Regions from separate parts of the Mus musculus genome. Here region 1 is linked to region 2. Evidence: chromatin contacts called from public HiChIP or PLAC-seq data. All regions are on one chromosome and are shown on one strand. The core of a region is the stretch at or near the end of the contact, and the rest is flanking DNA. Distances in the headings are between cores, read along the strand shown. Region 1 overlaps Pde9a (phosphodiesterase 9A). Region 2 has its middle 30 kb from the start of Pde9a.

The links. HiChIP or PLAC-seq counts read pairs in DNA pulled down with a chosen protein or histone mark.
Region 1: a contact with region 2 is called in an H3K27ac HiChIP or PLAC-seq map of oligodendrocyte precursor cells, with 3 times the contacts expected there. The contact joins two enhancer-like sites. A contact is called at or near these places in 1 of 15 datasets of contacts at CTCF or cohesin (CD8 T cells), 16 of 484 Hi-C or Micro-C datasets (the HPC-7 cell line, LSK cells, bone marrow-derived macrophages and 8 more), 3 of 115 datasets of contacts at active chromatin or transcription factors (double positive thymocytes, embryonic stem cells and oligodendrocyte precursor cells) and 3 of 9 other capture datasets (adipose tissue, liver and pancreatic islet).

The regions. Positions count from the first base shown.
Region 1 is chr17:31,469,110-31,471,809 of GRCm38.p6, forward strand. Pde9a (phosphodiesterase 9A) reads left to right here. Exons shown (of 19, transcript NM_008804.4): 15 at 685-789; 16 at 1,572-1,700; 17 at 2,650-2,700. Among named protein-coding and RNA genes, the nearest start is that of Gm9902, 35 kb to the left of the region's middle. Within about 2 kb of position 1,407, at least 9 of the 459 cell types and tissues checked have an H3K27ac peak or open chromatin away from gene starts, as enhancers often do. A contact at or near this core is called in oligodendrocyte precursor cells, where this site is marked.
Region 2 is chr17:31,354,700-31,357,399 of GRCm38.p6, forward strand. No RefSeq gene overlaps it. Among named protein-coding and RNA genes, the nearest start is that of Pde9a, 30 kb to the right of the region's middle. Within about 2 kb of position 1,407, at least 28 of the 459 cell types and tissues checked have an H3K27ac peak or open chromatin away from gene starts, as enhancers often do. A contact at or near this core is called in oligodendrocyte precursor cells, where this site is marked.

The DNA of each region.
Region 1 (2,700 bases), core at 157-2,656, 110 kb after region 2:
AAGTTACTGTGTGACAGGCAAACACTGCACCACTCAGCCATGTCCCCAACCCTGTTTTTACTCGGCACTTTGGGACGAGAGTCTCGTCAAATTGTCCCTGCTGGCCCCGTAGGCAGACCTTGAATTTGCAGCTTCTTGCTTTGTTCTTGTTTTGACAACCAGACCTAGTGACCCATATAACCTGTCATCCTAGAAGCTGGAAGGCAAAAAGATAAGGAGTTCAAGGCCAGCCTTGAGTTCTAAAGGCCAGTCTGAGCTGTAGAGTGAGACCATTTCAAACACGAGAGGGCATGTGGCTCCTCCATTGCTTTGTAACATGACAGTTTATAGCTGGTATTCTAAAAGTGTGTGTCTGATGGGTCCCCATCTTTCCCTAGGAATCTGGGAAATTCAGACTGCAAGATCCTAGTGTACAGTACAGCAGCAGCAGTGGGGGGTGGGGGAAGCGGGGGAGAGACAGGTAGGGAGTGAGAGAGAGAGAGAACACAAAGAAGGAAAAGTAACCTTCAAGGTAGAAAACCTCTTGTCTTGATGGCCAATACTGCCCCCCAGTTCCCAGCCCCCACCCCTTCCCCGCCCATCCTGTTCTTTTTCCCACTTATGATGGCGGATCCAGTCAACCCACACAGTGGCGGTGGTTGTGCTGTATCTACCAACGCCCTAAATGCCAGCGTCTCCTTTCAGCTGAAGATGATTCTCATAAAATGCTGTGATATCTCCAATGAAGTCCGTCCCATGGAGGTGGCAGAACCGTGGGTGGACTGTTTACTGGAAGAATATTTTATGCAGGTAAAAGACACGGAGCCATCAGATTATGGGTGCCCCTTCCAACTCTGTGGACAGTGCTGCGCTTGAAAAAGCAGACCAGTGTGGCTGGCATATGCATGCCACACCCCAGCAGCCCCCACAACACTGTCTGTGTAGATATCTGGCAGAAATGGCGTTCTGCTTTGGCATTGTTCTGAGTAGGCATGGCAACGGCACATACCTGTAATCCCAGCAGCTGGGAGGCAAGAAGATCAGGAGTTCAAGGCCAGCCCTGATTAGGGTGTACTGTATATGTGAGACTGTAACCACCAGAAAAACCATAATGGTGGAACTGCCAGCCATGGCCACTTATAGACACTTTTGGAAGCAGACTCAAGATAAGTGGCTAAGGGTCAAGAAGTGAGACCCAAGGGGAGGGGCAGCCGCTATGGTGAATCCAAACAAGATTGTTCATATGGTAGTTATGAACGAGGATAGTGGTTAGGACGGGATGGGAGATGCAGACAAGGAGCTATTGAGCTCAGCCTTGTAAGCTGCCCTGGAATGCCCTTGAGACAGACAGACACACTCAGCCTGTGTTTAGACTTGGGCCCTACAGCTTCAACCTGCTCACCTTGGCTCATATGTAGCCTTTATGCTGCAGGCTCTGGGACCTCACCACTGAACTGCCTTTGTGTGGTCGGGAGGATCACAGCTAGACAGCTAGACAGCATGTACTGTTCTTCTAAGAACAGGACTGCTCTGTGTCCCAAAGTCCACGGGCCTTTATGCCTTCAATGTCACCGTCACTCTGTTCCCTGCAGAGTGACCGTGAGAAGTCCGAAGGCCTTCCTGTGGCCCCATTCATGGACCGAGACAAAGTGACCAAAGCAACAGCCCAAATTGGGTTCATCAAGTTTGTCCTGATCCCAATGTTTGAAACAGTGACCAAGGTGAGTGATCATGCTGCCTGGACAGCAGCAGTAAACACACATGTGCACACATGCATGCATGTGCACTTTAAGGATATGCATGGTGAGTACATGCTGTTGGTACAGCAGCAGTAAACACATGTGCACACAGGCATGCATGAACCCTCTACAGCTTCATCATCTGTTGCCATGGTGATGGTTGCCTGGCAGCCATTCTTTTCAGCTGTGTTAAATGCTCTGCCCCCCCCCCCCCCCGTGCTCTTCAAAGAGCTCCCTGTGTGTGAGTCGGGCCCTCGGTGCCCACTTTCCACTGCCCATCTCTGCCAGCTTTAAGACTCAGCCAGTTGTACCAGCTGTTGGCTCTCCTGTCCTTCCAGGCCTCACCTTAAAGGAGCGACAGGAATCGGTACCCACAACCAGATCCTAGCCTTCTATCACCCAGCCTCTGTAGCCTCCACCTTCCAGGTCCTAAGCTGCCTATGGGTCCTGTCCAGTCCCTGGCTCCCAAACACACACTCATCTTTTGCCACCCCATTGGTCCCACCTCTAACCACTGTCCATCATTCCCTGGGTATCTCAGAGCCACCCACATGGTTTCTATTTTTAAGACTACCACCAGGAATTTTATCAGATCTGTCCCCATCATAAGCCCCTCTGGGACCATACCTACTGGAAGGAGTGGGGAACAGGAGAAGATTGTAGGCTTTCTGGGGTCCTACGAAGAGTGACAGGAACCTGAGCCAGAGGCTGAGATGGGAGGTGGGTAAGGATGCACTGAGGTCTCCAGGTCTCGGAACTGGCTAGGAGACACACACTCCTTGGATTTCTCTTGAAGGCCCTGATTTGAGGCCACTGGAGAGTGATATCCCTGAGGCTCACAAGTACCCACAAGGGCCTGACAGCCCTTCTCCAGTGTTCTTCACAGCTTAACACGATGGTGGGGTCTGATCTTGAACCCTCTGCTCTCCAGCTCTTCCCCGTTGTTGAGGAGACCATGCTGCGGCCGCTCTGGGAGTCCCGA
Region 2 (2,700 bases), core at 157-2,656:
GGTTCAGTCCATTATCATCAAGGCAGGAACATGGCAGCATCCAGGCAGGCATGGTGCAGGAGGAGCTGAGAGTTCTACATCTTCATCTGAAGGCTGCTAGCAAAACACTGACTACCAAGCAGCTGGGATGAGGGTCTTAAAGTCTACACCCACAGTGACACACCCACTCCAACAAGGCCACGCCCACTCAAACAAGGCCACACCCACTCCAACAAGGCCAGGCCTTCTAATAGTGCCACTCCCTGGGCCCAGCATAGACAAACCATAACAGGTACTCTTGACTGCACAGTTATCAGGTAACCCCAACATGCAGCTACTACCTCAGTCACAGCACGCGGGTAACTCTTTCCAGACAGGAACAGGGTATTGATGTGCTGAGTGGTTAGCTCTCATTTTCTAGTTTCCCCGACCACCACGGGACTGCCTTCAATCTCTCCATCTGGAGGAGGCAGTCACCACTGTCTGTCGGGCTCAGGGAAAACTGCCCTTGACAGCTTCCCACACACAGGAATCACTGTGGGTGTTGCAGTTCAACTCAGCTCTAATGACTCCCTCACAGCACATAACTTTCCCAGCATATCGTGAATATTTTCCCAAACATACGAATATTTCCCTGAAAGAGTTTTTTTTTTTTTTTGCAAAGAATACTAAAGGACTTTTTAATGGCCCTGTGAAGTGGGTTTCAGACAGGAGTCGACTGAAAAAAAAAAAAAACCCTCTTTGAGTCCTCATTGAGGTGCATCCGGGGTACAGGGCACTTAAATATATGATGATTTGCTCTATGTAAATTGCTGAGGCCCCGTTCCCAGCAGGATCTAGCAGAGAATTCATGAGAGTGTATATTATGAAATATAATATGGCGAAGGGTGTACCTGGCAGGCCCACGCCAAGGTGTGCCCCTGAGCAATTTAAGCCGTGCAAGAGATCTATTATAAAGGGGTTTATTAGGGGAGGAGAGTGAGGATCTGGGATGGGGTAGCAGCAGATGAGTGGACGTGTGGACAGGCAGATGAACGGGGGTGGGGGCAGAGTATATGAGGGCAGATAAGGGGAGATGCAGAAGACAGAAAATGGGAGGAGGGAATGAGAACGTGGGGAAGGGAGGGGGAGAGGGGGAGAGGGAGAGGGGGAGGGAGAAAGGGAGAGGGGAGAAGGCGGGGAGGGGGGGAGAAGGAGGAAGGGAGGGAGGAGAGAGAGAGAGAGAGAGATGGGGTGGGGGTGGCTGGCAGTCCTTTTTATATGCAGCCCACACCTGGTGCACCTGGGTTGCTAGGTCCCTGGGAGGAGCCTAGTGGAATGGCCTGTAAGCTAGCAGCGTACATAAACAATGAACAAGCATTCCCAGCCACTGTCTTTACCCACTCTTAATGGAAAAATCTATTCAGGAACCCCACAAAGATGGAACTCTCACACTGTATCTGTGACCTAACAGAGCACACAGTTGTTCACTGTGAGGCGAGCTGAGAGGAGCTGGCCTTGAGGAATCTTTTTGTTTCTGTGTTTTGTCTTGTGACAGGGTCTTTTTGTGGGGCCCTGGCTCTTCTGGATTAAAGATGTATGTCACCATCCCTAGCCACCCATGAGAGGCCTTAACTCAGTCAGCTGTGGGCGGGGGTGGGGTAAGCTACCGTTCACTGAACAAAGTACCTATTTGAGTTGAGTAAGCCCTGCCTTTGGGCATAGCTATTTGAGTCAAATAACCTTTTTCTCTGGTGCAATTTTATGTTCTGCGTGATGCAAATGAAAAATGCGACATTCATCCCAGCCCCGGAAAGACTGCAAGGCAGACTCTGGCAAAGAGAAACGGACAGAGAGATCAGATTTCCGAGACAAATATAAGCACCTGCCACACGGCAGCCATCTCCATCTGGGCACATCCCACATCTTAAGCATCTTCTTCTGTATTATTAGTCTAATGATCACAACCAAAGGCTAAAAATAAGAGCAGCATTTACCACGAAACTATAGGCATTTACAAGCATCTGTGTGCATCACGGGGCATGGCACGTGTGGTGTGTGTGTGCCGGGGTGGGGGTGGGGATGGGGTTCTTCTGGCCATAGCCTGTGCCTTACTGAGAATTGTCATAAAGCGCTGAGTTAGAAGAGGTGGTTGAACATTGGCTCTCCATCCTCAATGAGACCCCAGACTCAAATGGTATGCAATAGCAAAGAGCGTGTTATTCTGCAGAAGTCCAGCAAGCTGGGGGGGGGGGGGTCTACCTGCATGAACTAAGACCAGAGTTTTCTTTAATCATTTTGTCGGGTATTCCATTCTTTCCCTCATTCTCTAAAGTCAATACCACTTGGCCAGACTGTAAAGTGACCCCATGATCAGAGAGCAGAAGGCTACCTTTGCCCTTGCCCTGACTCCTCTAGACTGAGATGGCCCCGTGTGGCTGCGCCCTTCCCTGGGCAGGGTCTGTGCACCTCATCTGAGTCTCAGAGCTTCTCGTGTACCATCTTAACCTTGCCACATGAAGCTGGAGTTGTTCACCAATAGTCTGCCTTCATGCTCAATGGTAACCTCTACCAGGGCAGGCCAAGTTGACGCAGACCGGTTCTCAACACACTGTCCAATTACAGATAACACCCCAAACATCCTACTAATAGATGACTGAGTCAAAGGGGTCTTGGCAGCATGTCTACTTTCTTCCTTCATAAAAGCTTTGCATGAAGATCTTACTTTCAAGACAGTCATCT